Regions from separate parts of the Gossypium hirsutum genome. Here region 2 is linked to region 1. The links are chromatin contacts, called in public Hi-C maps. All regions are on one chromosome and are shown on one strand. The core of a region is the stretch at or near the end of the contact, and the rest is flanking DNA. Distances in the headings are between cores, read along the strand shown. Region 1 holds the start of LOC107898131 (glucose--fructose oxidoreductase). Region 2 overlaps LOC107963045 (CCR4-NOT transcription complex subunit 9).

Region 1 (6,483 bases), core at 3,822-6,321:
AGCATAACATGTCCAACATTCATAACATCACACAAGCCACATATACTTATATAAATATATGATTCAAGCATAGCAAAACAATCTAAAATAAGCCATCACTAATGTCTATATATACAAATCAAAGTATAACATTTATAAGCCAATTCTAATGGCCAAAATCATTATCAACTTATAATCAAAATGACCAAAAACCCTATACATGCCATATAACCAAATCATAAGCTTAAAAGTACCAAATTAGTAGTTTGATAGTGTGATAAAGCCTCTGACAATCCTCGAATCCGAGCTAGCTTAGAAATTACTATAAAATACGAAAAAATAAACAAAGTAAGCTATATAACTTAATAAGCTCGTATGAAATAAACTAAATCTTAAAATGAATATACAAATTATCATTTTGAACTTATCAACATGTAATTCATTTAAATAACAAACCTTTCACATTTTCAATCATAATCTTATATATATTAACTTCACAACTTCTTCGATTTAAGCTTATACGGTTCATGTACATACCTGTACCATTTTGTATCGATCTCATACACAATCACATCTTTCATATACTCGTTGAACTATTTGGAATACTATCGGATACTCAGAAACCTTGCACACTAAGTGCCAATATCATGGCCCGAAGCCAACTCAATCTCATATCACATATAATGCTCACACTATAGCTATCTACGGGTCTGCTCACACAAGCTGTCAGTTGAGACGTAGCTACACGGTGCTGGTCACACAAGCTGTCAAGTATCCGCAACACATACGGATATACTCAACCATCGGTAGGACATACAGGACCAACACCCAGATCACATAATTACATTAATCCTCCAATAACTTATCACTAGTATCCAAATCTATTCGTAAGGCTCAACCGAGATTTCAAATGTCAAATCGTCATCGAATCATTTTCGAATTTGTCCATAGTCTCGTAATCACAATTTATGCAATATCAAAACAATTAAAATACATTTATAATGAAATTTATCACACTAAAATAGCGAAACGAGTCAACTATTCCGTAACCTTATTCTTTGCAGATCTAAGTTTGTATTTCGCTTTTCTTTATCTATATGTAATCAAAATTAACTTATTTAATTATCTCTCTATTCAATTTAGTGCAAAATTCACATTAATGCACATTTACCTTTTGCCCCTAATATTTCAATAATTTTACAATTTAGTCCCTAGGCTCAAAAAACAAAAATTCATTTAATTTCATCACAACCCAAGCGTATCCGAATATTTATCATGCTTATAGCAGTGTAAAATTTTCATTTATTTCACATTTTAACCCCTAAATTTACACATTTCATAATTTAATCCCTAATTTTCATTTTCACTAACAGTCATTTAACAAAACTTGTATAACTATCATCAAACATTCAAAATCTATCATTAAACATAAAAATAATAATGTATTCATCAATGGAAACATTCAAAATCTTTAACATTTTTGCAAAATAGTCCCTGTACTAGCTAGACATAGCTGCAATGATATCAAAAACGTAGAAATAATTAAAAACGAGAGAAAAACGGAGTTACAATTAAAGCATGAAGTGGCCGAATGTTAAAACCCTAAATATGACTTCCTTTCTTCTTTAAAATCAGCAAGGTTGAAGATGAATACAAATTTTATGCCTTTGTTTTATTTTAATTTACTAATTAATTATCATTTACCATATTAACCTTAATATTAAACCATTAAAAACACTTAATATATGTCCAAAATTATCCATTCACAATTAAAATGGTCTAATTACCACTTAAGGACCTTAACTTTAAGGTTCTATAGCTATTAAACACTTTTAACTAACAGAACAACATTTTTGCACTTTACGCGATTTAGTTTTTTTTACCGAATTGAGCATTCAAACGATAAAATTTATAAACGGAACTTTCACACAATCATATATTCATGCTGTAGACCTTAAAATAATAATAAAATAAATATTTCAACATCAGATTTGTGGTTCCAAAACTACTATTCTGATTTGACTAAAAAGGGGTTGTTACATGGTATGAGATGGGGCCATAACTTGATTGAGCATATAAAAAAAAGGGCATATGAATGTTATGTTGCACTTACAAGTAAAATTTTAATGAAATTGCATTTAAAGTTAAGAAAGCTCTGAAAGATGCTAATAGAGCTTTTAGTATAAATGGAAACATCAAAATATAGATATTTTGAAATTGTATAAATTAGTTATTAGATTACGTGATGAGTCAAATCCTAGTGAAATTAGAAACAAACCAAGTTTTTGTCCTTATTTTAAAGATTGTATTGGAGCATTAGATGGAACTCGTGTTCGTGCATCCGTTCCACTTAGCATTCAAGGAAGATTTCATAGCCGTAAAAGGGGGACGAGGCAAAATGTATTGGTTTTCATTACATTTTATTTGAAATTTTCCTATGTTCTAGCTGGTTGGGAAGGTAGTGCACATGATTCTCATATTTTAAGTGATGCACTTTCACGCTCAAGAGGATTAAGAATTCCAAAAGGTAAAAATTAACATTAAATAACAAATAGTTCAAGTAAGCTCATAATTTATTAGTAATAATTTGTAGGTAAATATTATCTTGTTGATGCTGGATATGGCATCCGAAATAGATATATTACCACAAACCGTAGTGTCCGATATCATTTAAAAGAGTTTAGTGATCACGGGCTAGAAAATGCAAATGAACTCTTTAATATTCGTCATTCATCATTGTGAATCACTGTTGAATGTGTTTTGGGGATTTTGAAAAAATGGTTTTATGTGTTAGATGTTGAACTATTTTGGAATTTTCAAACTCAAGTAGATATAGTTTTTTCTTGTTGTACCATTCATAATCATATAATGGGGCTTGATCCTAATGATTTACTTAATTAAGGATTATATGAGGAGCATGTGTCTGATTTGATAATACCAACTCTTACGGAGCGAGAAGAAAGAGAAGAAGCAAGAGAACGGTCTGCTAAGAGAGGAAATTGCACAAACTATGTGGACTGATTATATGGCTAGAAAATTAGGTAGGTTTAGGGCTCAGGGTTAATGTTTCTATGTTATATATGTTTTAGTATTAAAATTGTTATTTTTTTAATGTTTGTTGGATATTGATATTGTAATTATTGTTGTACATTGAAATTATTATGTTTTTAGCTTGTTGGATTTTGAAATTATTGACAATATCAATTATGAATGTAGAATGGGTAAGGGCAACAAAGAAGGGACAATAAAGCAATTTAGGTGGACAAAATCGAAGGGATATCTTTTTCTCGAAATTCTAGCAGAGGAGGCCCAGAAAGGAAATAAGTCTTCTAATACTTTCAAAGCAATTTCTTTTAATCGAGTTGCTACAACTATTTCTGAAAGATTCCAAGTTCAATATGATGCTAAGCATGTGAAAAATCATCTAATAGAGCGAAAGTGGTTTTGGATGGGATGATAACACGAAAATGATCACATGTGATAGAGCGACATATGATGCAGTAATGATGGTAATATATGTATATATATGTTAAATATATTTCAGTTGTTTTTACTTGTTATTCTGGTTGTGTATAATATCTAACATGCATACAAGAAGTATGAACCATTTTTCAACAAAAGCGTTGATCATTATGATGAAATGACTTTGGTTGTTGGCAAAGATATGACGATAGGAAGTTTTGCTAGAACATTTGCTGACATAGACTTGGATGATGGTAACTAAGATTCAGTGCCTGTAGACTACAACAATGAGAAAGTTGAGGAGGTAAGAACAAAAGTATGTTCATCTAGCACAACTAAACATAAAAGAAAAAAATGCTTAAGAAAGTATTGTCGATGAACAAATTAAATTTGTGGGTAAACAACTTGGTAAGATTGCTAATGCATTGGAACAATTTAATATGGATAAAACACCACTTCTTTAAGAAGAAGAGATGTCCATGGAAGTGGAAGGATTTGATAATGACTTCTTTCGTAGTGTGTTTAATTATCTTGTAGGTTATAAATCCGAGGCCAAAACTTTCTTAGTTAAAAGTATGAAGCATACAAAAATTTGGCTTCAAAAATTTTCTTAAGGTTGAAGATGTTGATGCTTTAATGTGGTGTAATACTAGTTATGCACTTGGACAATATTTTAGTTATCATGTGGTGTATTACTAATTATGCACTTGGATAATATTATTGATTTGTAGTATTAATAGTGATTTAGAAGCTAATTTATTATTATTCAATCTTTGTTTTTATTTTTTTATAACACAATTAAGAATCATCTATCCGCTTTTGTTGTTTTCAATTTATAACTATTACTATTCTAGTTTAATAATTGAGTACCATTATATATTTAGTTTGATGTATTTATTTATAAATAAATCATTACAATATATGTAACAACAATGTAAATATAAATTTAATAGATATAAAATAAATTCAATTAAACAATGAAAAGATAATAAATTCTCAAATGTAAGCATGTTTCATTTAAAACAGCTTTTATAAAATATTTTTAGAAAATCTACTAACAACAGAAAATATTTTATACAAATTTATCTAAACACCAGAAAATATTAACTTTTCAAGAAAAATAAGTCGTTTTCTAGAAATCCTTTTTTAGAAACCATTTTCAATCAAACACGCAGACCCTTAACTTCAATTTCACTTCCTTGAAAGTGTTAGAGTACTCATCACATAATGTCTTGTATGATCAGGTTTATCTTGGCTTGGCTTTCGCATAAGTAGTTAGACCTCGTAACAAACTAATTCCATCACTTAATCAAGAAAACCCCTACTTTTCAAATCCTAAAACTAATTTATATGTTTTTCTATTAAAAAGGTATAAAATATATAAAAAAAAATTGACAGTGTTCATTTGACTGAATTAATAGAATTAATAATAGCTTAATACATATAATATATAATATTATTTATTAAGTTCGATTAATTTATTTAATTAATTATTAACCGAAATTTTAAAGAATCTTTAATCGATTTCTGAGTGAGCTAAATCGATTAATCAACTGATTAACTAAATTAAATGAGTTCGATCAGATAATTTAATTTTAAAGTTGAGAAAAACAAAATACAAATGCAACTTGAATTCACATAAGCTGAGGGAAAACTTTTGTTGTGGAATAGAAACGGAAAGCTTCTCTTTCTTTCCCAAATAAAAACAAGAAAAAACAAAAAGCCTCCATCTTTTTCTTTACTTAGAACCGGCAAAAACCGCTTTATGCTCAAAATTTTCTTTCTTCTTTTTGTCTAGTGGTTCAGATTTTCTATGGGATAATCTAACTGGTAATATATTTGTGAGCCCACTGAAAGCTCGTTTTTGGTAGCTCGTGTTAGAATTTTCTGCGTCTCGCTCAACTTCCAAGCACATTTTTTTCCTCTTACCACATTGCAGTTGCAGTCGACTTCAAACTTCAAACTCCAAACTCCAAACTCCCACATAACAAAATCGTAAAAGATCGATCTATCTAAATTTTTGCTAAAAAAGTAAGATCCTTCAAAAATGGCTACCCTTCCACAAATCGCGGTTCTGGAGGCTGGAATATTTGTAAAAACTCAATACATCCCGAGACTCGCCGAGATCTCACATCTCTTCTGCCTCAAATATATCTGGAGCTGTTCAGAGGTTTCTTTTTCCCCTTTCTTCTTACTCAATATTTTGAAAATGTATATATATTTGTATTCTTTTTGCTGTATTTGAAATAGTAATGATGTTATGGTTCATACCGAGAAGGAATCTTCGAGAGGAGCTGTTGAGATAGCCAAACAGCATTTTCCTGGAGTGGAATGTAAATGGGGAGACCAAGGTCTAAACGACATCGTGCAGGATTCTTCTCTTATTGGTACTGCTGTCGTTTTGGCTGGCCAAGTTCAGGTTCTTTATTTTCCCATTTCTTCAACATTATTTTATCCCTGAACTTTCATTGCGTTTATGTAATTTGTAATACGAGTCATCTAAGTAACAATAAAAAAGAAAAAAAAGGAAAACATAGAGATCAACCATCTGTTGTGGTAGAATTCAGATGTGGATCTTGCTAATCAATGCCTTGAGGGAGCTGGCTTTGATTTCTTTCTTTAAAAAATATCTTCATGAAATGTAGCGATGTATGAGCAGTTATTCATAAAAGATGAAAATATTTCTTTGGTATTGCTTTCATAAGTACCCTTAATGAATCTGTAAAATGACTAAAAAAATCATCTTAAGGTGAGTGTTCTTGTGGTTTTGGTACTTTGGTAGATAACAAATCACATCAAATCATGAAAACATAACTTCTAGCCTAAACTTTGAATGTTCATAATTTCTAGTCATTATTTTCAAGTTCTATAATTATTTTTCTACCTTCATTCTTTATCTGCATTTTGATCTAACATTTTAGTCAATAGTATAACTCTTTACATATGTCTGTCTCTGTCTAAAGTAAATTTTCATGTGAAACTTGTATTTTTACAATATAGAGGATGGCTTAGAAAATTAATAGGGAAGAGACCAGGGTTTGA
Region 2 (6,501 bases), core at 1,064-3,563, 290 kb after region 1:
GTCCGACTCCGGAAACGGTCTCGGGTACGGGGTGTTACACTCGTTAATCGCAAAATAAGATTCTATAAACTTGGTGAAGCTTAGCAAAATGCTTCGCCAGGAAGTTCTCCAACGTTAACTCTTCTAAGTCTCGCAACTTAGGTGATCTCGCCAGTGGAATCTCCCAACAATACTAGCTCGCCAAAAGAACATGTGACAATGAGTGAATTCCCTCCAAACACAACCAAGAGCACAAATGTGTTATGTTGTAAGGCATCATAACATATCTCCACACACACATACCTATAGAAGTACCCATCTAATCCTTGTGGCATGCCAATTGTATCCTAACTAATCTACCAATCTCATAAGGACATTCATTTTATAATCAATTAAAAGATTCAAAACATAATTGGTCTCATATAACACATATACCTCCTTGAATCATAATGGCACCCAAATATCATATATACATATTCATATTGTCAACTAAATGACCCGTATTGCCACACAATGCCCCATATTATTATGTGAGTGCTTAGAAAATTATCTCGTTTCACATATAACACAAGTTATTATTATTTCTTAATTCGCTTATTCATTTTATCATTAGGCGACCATGTCACCATAACACTTTCCAGGTAATTTATGTCATGTATTTCCAAATTACCGATAGGTCATTTTACATATATGTGCTTGTTAAATAATTCATTATCTCATGATTTGCATAGCATTTGAGTTCTCATTTTCACAGATCTTACTTATCACATTTGACAAAAACTTCTCTTAGCCATATATTAATCTTATATTTTCAACATTTTACTTTATTAAACATATTAACTCGTGTGTTCATTCCAATCATAACTTATGCCATGACATTTATTTTCTCAAAACATAATACCAATCTTCTTTTTATACAAATTAAACTAAGGTTATTAGTGTTACCATTTCTCTTCCCCATTTATCACAACACATCAAATCATATTTTCACACATTTTAACACATAATTTATTTAATCATTTATTTCAGTAATGATCAGATTCCATAATCACATCATTAATGGGAAAGATAACAAATCCAATGATACTTATCTCTTGGATATACTTATTCTCAAAACTAAGTTTTCTACACCTTAGCTCCTCCCTCATACAAGCTTGGGGGGTTCAATTTCCACCATTCCTCTTCTCATAAATCCAAAATACAACAAAAGCATTAGTATTCAAGCTCTCATAGCTTTCTAAAAGCATCAATCACAAATATCAAAGAAAGGAATGATGGAAACATCGTTTCTTAAAATTTTCTTTTTCTAGTTTCAACTTTTTTTTCATTAATCCTAAATCAAAAATGGAGAGATTTATGTGGGAAATGAGTTTAGGAGGTGATTTCCTAAGTGGTTTTAGTGAAATCTTAATATGGGAGGTTGAAATGATGATTGATTTGAAGAAAAACACAAGGAAATGAAGAAAAGAAGGCTGGAAAAAGATGGTGAGAGTCCGCTAGTAGGGGCTGACCGGGGGGTGCATTTCATCTTCTCCTTTTTTTTCTAAAGAAAAAATATCCAAGCCAAAAGTCAAAGGTTCAAGTGAAACTATGTAAAATGTATAGTCCAAGTTCAATCTCCACGAAATATTCAGATGCAAAGACTCATATTCAATATCAATCATATAATATTTCCCAAAAAAAAAATACTTCCAGCAAAATGAGCAAAAGAACTTTATAATGTAAAATTTGCACTATAATCCTTTTCTCTAATTTTATTCTTTTCTTTAATTTTATTCTTTCATCCATTCTATTTATATTTTATTTTCTAATTGCTATCAATTTCATTCAATAATCAAAACTCAAATTTAAATCTTCAAATTCTGCTTCCACCCATGCCAATGTGAATAATATCCTCTTCCAAAATAGAAACACTACCTCATGAGACAATCCTTACATGACATAATTCAAGTATCTACAATAAAAATTTTAATTAAATTGGTGTAACGGGTTAATTGCATATCAATTACATCAATAAAATAAAATATTATTATTTTTTAAAATAAATTGTATGATTTTAAAAAAAATTTTATTATTTTATATTTTCATATAAAAATAAAAAAAATATCCATATATAATAAGATTTAAACCTATACCTTTTTAATTTTCATATTTATATTTTACTATTCAACTAAAAGTTTATTTATACTTTTATCAATTTTAAAGTTGGTTTTTCATTCACATAGTAGATTTACCATAATAATAACAATATAATAATAATCAGTGAAAAGAGCGAGCCAACAACACTGAGTCCGAGGTCCACCAACATCAACACAAACAAACAAAACAACCCTTCATCTCGCATGTGCCGGAACCGACAACAGTCTTCCCACGTGTGACTTTCTTTGTTTTATCTTAAGCTTCAACCCCTACGTTTTTTATACAAAATAAAATGTCTCCTGTTAATATATCTTTTTAGTTTTCATCTTTGCTCTTCTTTTTGGTGAATCAAATTAAATGGTGAAAAGAGAAAAGGTTGATACTTTGTACTTTTTATGTGTTCTTTTATTACTTTATAGATCTTTGAGTCTCACTTCCCACACCTTCCCGTTCTTATTCTTACTAGTTTCGTATTTTTTTTCTTCAAGTTATATAAACATAAAAGATTTTCAATTTCTGCACCTTGAAGAAAGAAAGTTGGTCCTTTTTCTTGCATTCTTACAAAGGTACATCTCTTTTTCTTTTTCCTTTTAAATGACTGCTTTGATTTCAAATGTTTGTCTTCGTAGGTTTGGTTTGAGTTGTTGTTCTAACTTTGACACTATGTTTTTTCACTCTTTTAAGTCATGTAAAATGTCAATAATGCATGACAGTGATATATGGTTCATATTTTTTTCTCTTGCTTGTAGTTAACTCCTCTTTTTTTCTTGTGTTTGGGATAACGGATTTTCTTGCTTTAGATCTGTCTGTTTCTTCTTGTATAAAACGCAGTTTTGGTTGTTTTGCTGTATATTCTGATAAATGTTTCAATTTTAATGCTGTTTGGTAACCGGGAAAATTGTTTAAAGAGCCTTCAAGTTCGCTTCTTTGATTGTTAACTGCATTGAATGCTTCTTTACTAATGATTATTGACAAGTACGTATGAACTGTTTCGCTATTATTATACTTAGTTTTCTTCCCTTTAGCTCGGCTACCAAATGGAGCTACCAAGTTGTAAATTTGTTTATTATTATCGAAATTCTAATTTTTCTGAGCTGCTTGCACAACTGTTGAGTGTTGTTTAGAAGCAAAATGCAGAAGCCGCCGCCACAATCAGTAGACTTTGCCCTAAAGCAGACCTCACCCAACATCGGGGCCGGGCAGTCACCGTTGATAAGCTTTCGTGCACCTATGACCTTGTGGAGCAAATGCAATACCTGTACGTTCTAGTTGTGAAGGCTAAGGATTTACCTGGAAAAGATGTCACTGGTAGCTGTGATCCTTATGTGGAGGTTAAACTTGGGAACTACAAGGGAGTAACTAAGCATTTCGAGAAGAAGAGCAATCCTGAATGGAACCAAGTATTTGGATTCTCAAAAGAAAGAATTCAAGCTTCTATTTTGGAAGTGTTTGTGAAGGACAAGGATGTTGTTGTAGATGATTTAATTGGCAGGGTTGTGTTCGATGTCAATGAAATTCCGAAGAGGGTTCCTCCCGACAGCCCATTGGCGCCACAGTGGTATAGATTGGAAGATCGAAAGGGTAATAAACCGAAGGGAGAACTCATGCTGGCTGTTTGGATGGGAACTCAAGCAGATGAGGCATTTCCGGATGCGTGGCATTCAGATGCTGCATCAGTTGGCCCAGATGGTGTTACAAACATTCGATCAAAAGTGTATCTTTCCCCCAAGCTTTGGTATGTGAGGGTGAATGTCATTGAAGCTCAAGACTTGGTACCTAGTGATAAAGGCAGGTTCCCTGAAGTATTTGTGAAAGCTGTTCTTAGAAATCAGGCTTTGAGAACTAGAATATCTCCGAGTAAGACCATCAATCCAATGTGGAATGAGGACTTGATGTTTGTAGTTGCTGAACCTTTCGAGGAGCCATTGTTTCTATCCGTGGAAGATAGGGTGGGATCGAACAAGGATGAAACCTTGGGGAAGTGTGTGATTCCTTTACAGGTGGTTCAAAGAAGGTTAGACCATAAACCTGTGAATAGTCGGTGGCACAATCTCGAGAAACATGTGATTGTTGATGGAGAGAAAAAAGAAATGAAATTCGCCAGCCGGATTCACTTAAGGATCTGTTTAGAAGGAGGGTATCATGTTTTGGATGAATCTACACACTGCAGCAGTGATCTTAGGCCGACAGCAAAACAGCTATGGAGACCTAACATTGGAATTCTTGAACTGGGTATTCTAAGTGCCCACGGCCTGATGCCAATGAAAACAAAAGATGGACGAGGAACCACAGATGCTTATTGTGTGGCCAAGTATGGGCAGAAATGGATCCGGACAAGGACAATCGTTGACAATTTCATGCCAAGGTGGAATGAGCAGTACACTTGGGAGGTTTTCGATCCTTGTACTGTCATCACTATAGGGGTTTTTGATAATGGTCATATACACGGGGGAGCTGGAGGGGCAAAGGATGCAAGAATTGGGAAGGTAAGGATTCGGTTATCGACACTTGAAGCCAACAGGGTCTATACACATTCGTATCCTCTACTGGTGCTACATTCTTCAGGGGTTAAAAAAACTGGTGAAGTTCAATTGGCTGTGAGGTTCACCTGCTCAACTTTGATTAACATGCTGCATATGTATTCGCATCCACTGTTGCCTAAGATGCACTACATCCACCCATTGTCTGTGATTCAGCTCGATAGCTTGAGGCACCAAGCTGTGCAGATGGTCTCGGTGAGGCTGAGCCGGGCCGAGCCACCATTGAGGAAGGAAGTTGTGGAGTACATACTGGATGTTGATTCACATATGTGGAGCATGAGGAGAAGTAAAGCAAACTTTTTCCGAATTATGGGAGTTCTAAGTGGGTTGATTGCAGTTGGAAAATGGTTTGATCAAATCTGCAATTGGAGAAACCCTATTACAACCATTTTGATTCATATCCTTTTCATTATATTGGTTCTTTACCCTGAGCTAATACTTCCCACAGTTTTTCTCTACCTTTTCCTAATTGGAATCTGGAACTACCGTTGGCGGCCACTGCACCCTCCTCACATGGATACACGTGTGTCTCATGCCGTTGCAGCCCATCCAGATGAACTAGATGAAGAGTTTGATACCTTCCCCACTTCCCGCCCATCTGATATCATCAGGATGAGATATGATCGTCTCAGAAGTATAGGAGGGAGAGTTCAGACTGTGATTGGTGATCTGGCAACACAAGGGGAAAGGTTACAGTCTCTGCTAAGCTGGAGGGACCCGAGAGCAACCACCTTATTCGTGACATTCTGTTTGATCGCCGCCATAGTTCTTTATGTTACACCATTCCAAGTTGTGGCTCTTCTCATAAGACTTTATGCACTGAGGCATCCTAGGTTCCGCCACAAACTTCCGTCAGTACCTCTTAACTTCTTTAGACGGTTGCCTGCGAGATCGGACAGCATGTTATGAGCATATCATTCAAGGTCTAATTATGCAAAATAGCAAAGCAGGGCTCTTTAGTTGGTGGCAAATGCAGGGTCCTGTTACATGATAATATGTAATTTGTGTCTGCCTTTGTTTAATAATAAATAAAAAAAGCCTAAGCTTCTATATTCATTGATACTATCTACATAAGCCATCGTTCCAAGCTAAGTATACGTTTAAAGTTCAAGAGACATTTTTTTTTTTTTAGTTTAGCCTTTAGTATTTGAATAAAAAGCATGGGACATGAATAGGTGAATGTAAGAACTAATCAAATTTTAGTCATTTTATTATTAAGAGTAAGTTACACTCAAAGTAATTAAATTATTAGTAAATTTATGTTTCAATTACTCAATTTTAAAAAATTATAAAATAACTATTAAGTTATTCAAAAAATTTTATTTAAATTATTGAACTATTCAAAAACTTCTATATAAGTCATTAAGATGTTAATTTTAAAAAAATAATAATAATTAACAAGCTTTAAGTGACGAGTCGATGATCAATATATTGACTCAATAACTTAAATAAAAACTTTCAAATAGTTCAACAACCAAAACATAAACTTACTAATAATTTAATAACCTTATTGCAACTTATCTCCATTATTAAATGAATCAATTTTAACAAAATTAACATTTATTATTTAAGAAAAATCATTTATTAACAAAATCAATATTTTAAAAGATTTTTATAATTCTACAAATAAAATATTATTTAAAGGAAAGAAACACTTTCATTTTATTTTTTAACCATAAATGTTTCTTATAATTCGACCATAATTGAACATTTTAAATAGTAAAGAGATTAAATTAATATAGACTAATTTGATAAATCACTATATGAAAGGTACACCAATATTTATTTGATAAAAGCCCATGTCATCTCTTCTGGAAAACACAAACATGATAAGGCAAGTGGT

The links. Hi-C and Micro-C count contacts between places; a contact is called where the count stands out from the background.
Region 2: a Hi-C map of leaf shows a contact between it and region 1, with 2.8 times the contacts expected there. The contact joins the enhancer-like site here to the promoter of LOC107898131 in region 1. A contact is called at or near these places in 11 of 34 Hi-C or Micro-C datasets (callus, hypocotyl, leaf and 1 more).

What each region holds. Positions count from the first base shown.
Region 1 is chrA06:51,867,462-51,873,944 of Gossypium_hirsutum_v2.1, forward strand. LOC107898131 (glucose--fructose oxidoreductase) reads left to right here and starts at 5,072. Exons shown (of 12, transcript XM_041114706.1): 1 at 5,072-5,611; 2 at 5,720-5,860. The coding sequence starts at 5,489.
Region 2 is chrA06:52,162,303-52,168,803 of Gossypium_hirsutum_v2.1, forward strand. It overlaps LOC107963045 (CCR4-NOT transcription complex subunit 9), which reads right to left. Exons shown (of 9, transcript XM_016899644.2): 9 at 6,501. It also overlaps the pseudogene LOC107961775. Among protein-coding and RNA genes, the nearest start is that of LOC107963045, 18 kb to the right of the region's middle. Within about 2 kb of position 2,314, at least 2 of the 9 cell types and tissues checked have an H3K27ac peak or open chromatin away from gene starts, as enhancers often do. A contact at or near this core is called in leaf, where this site is marked.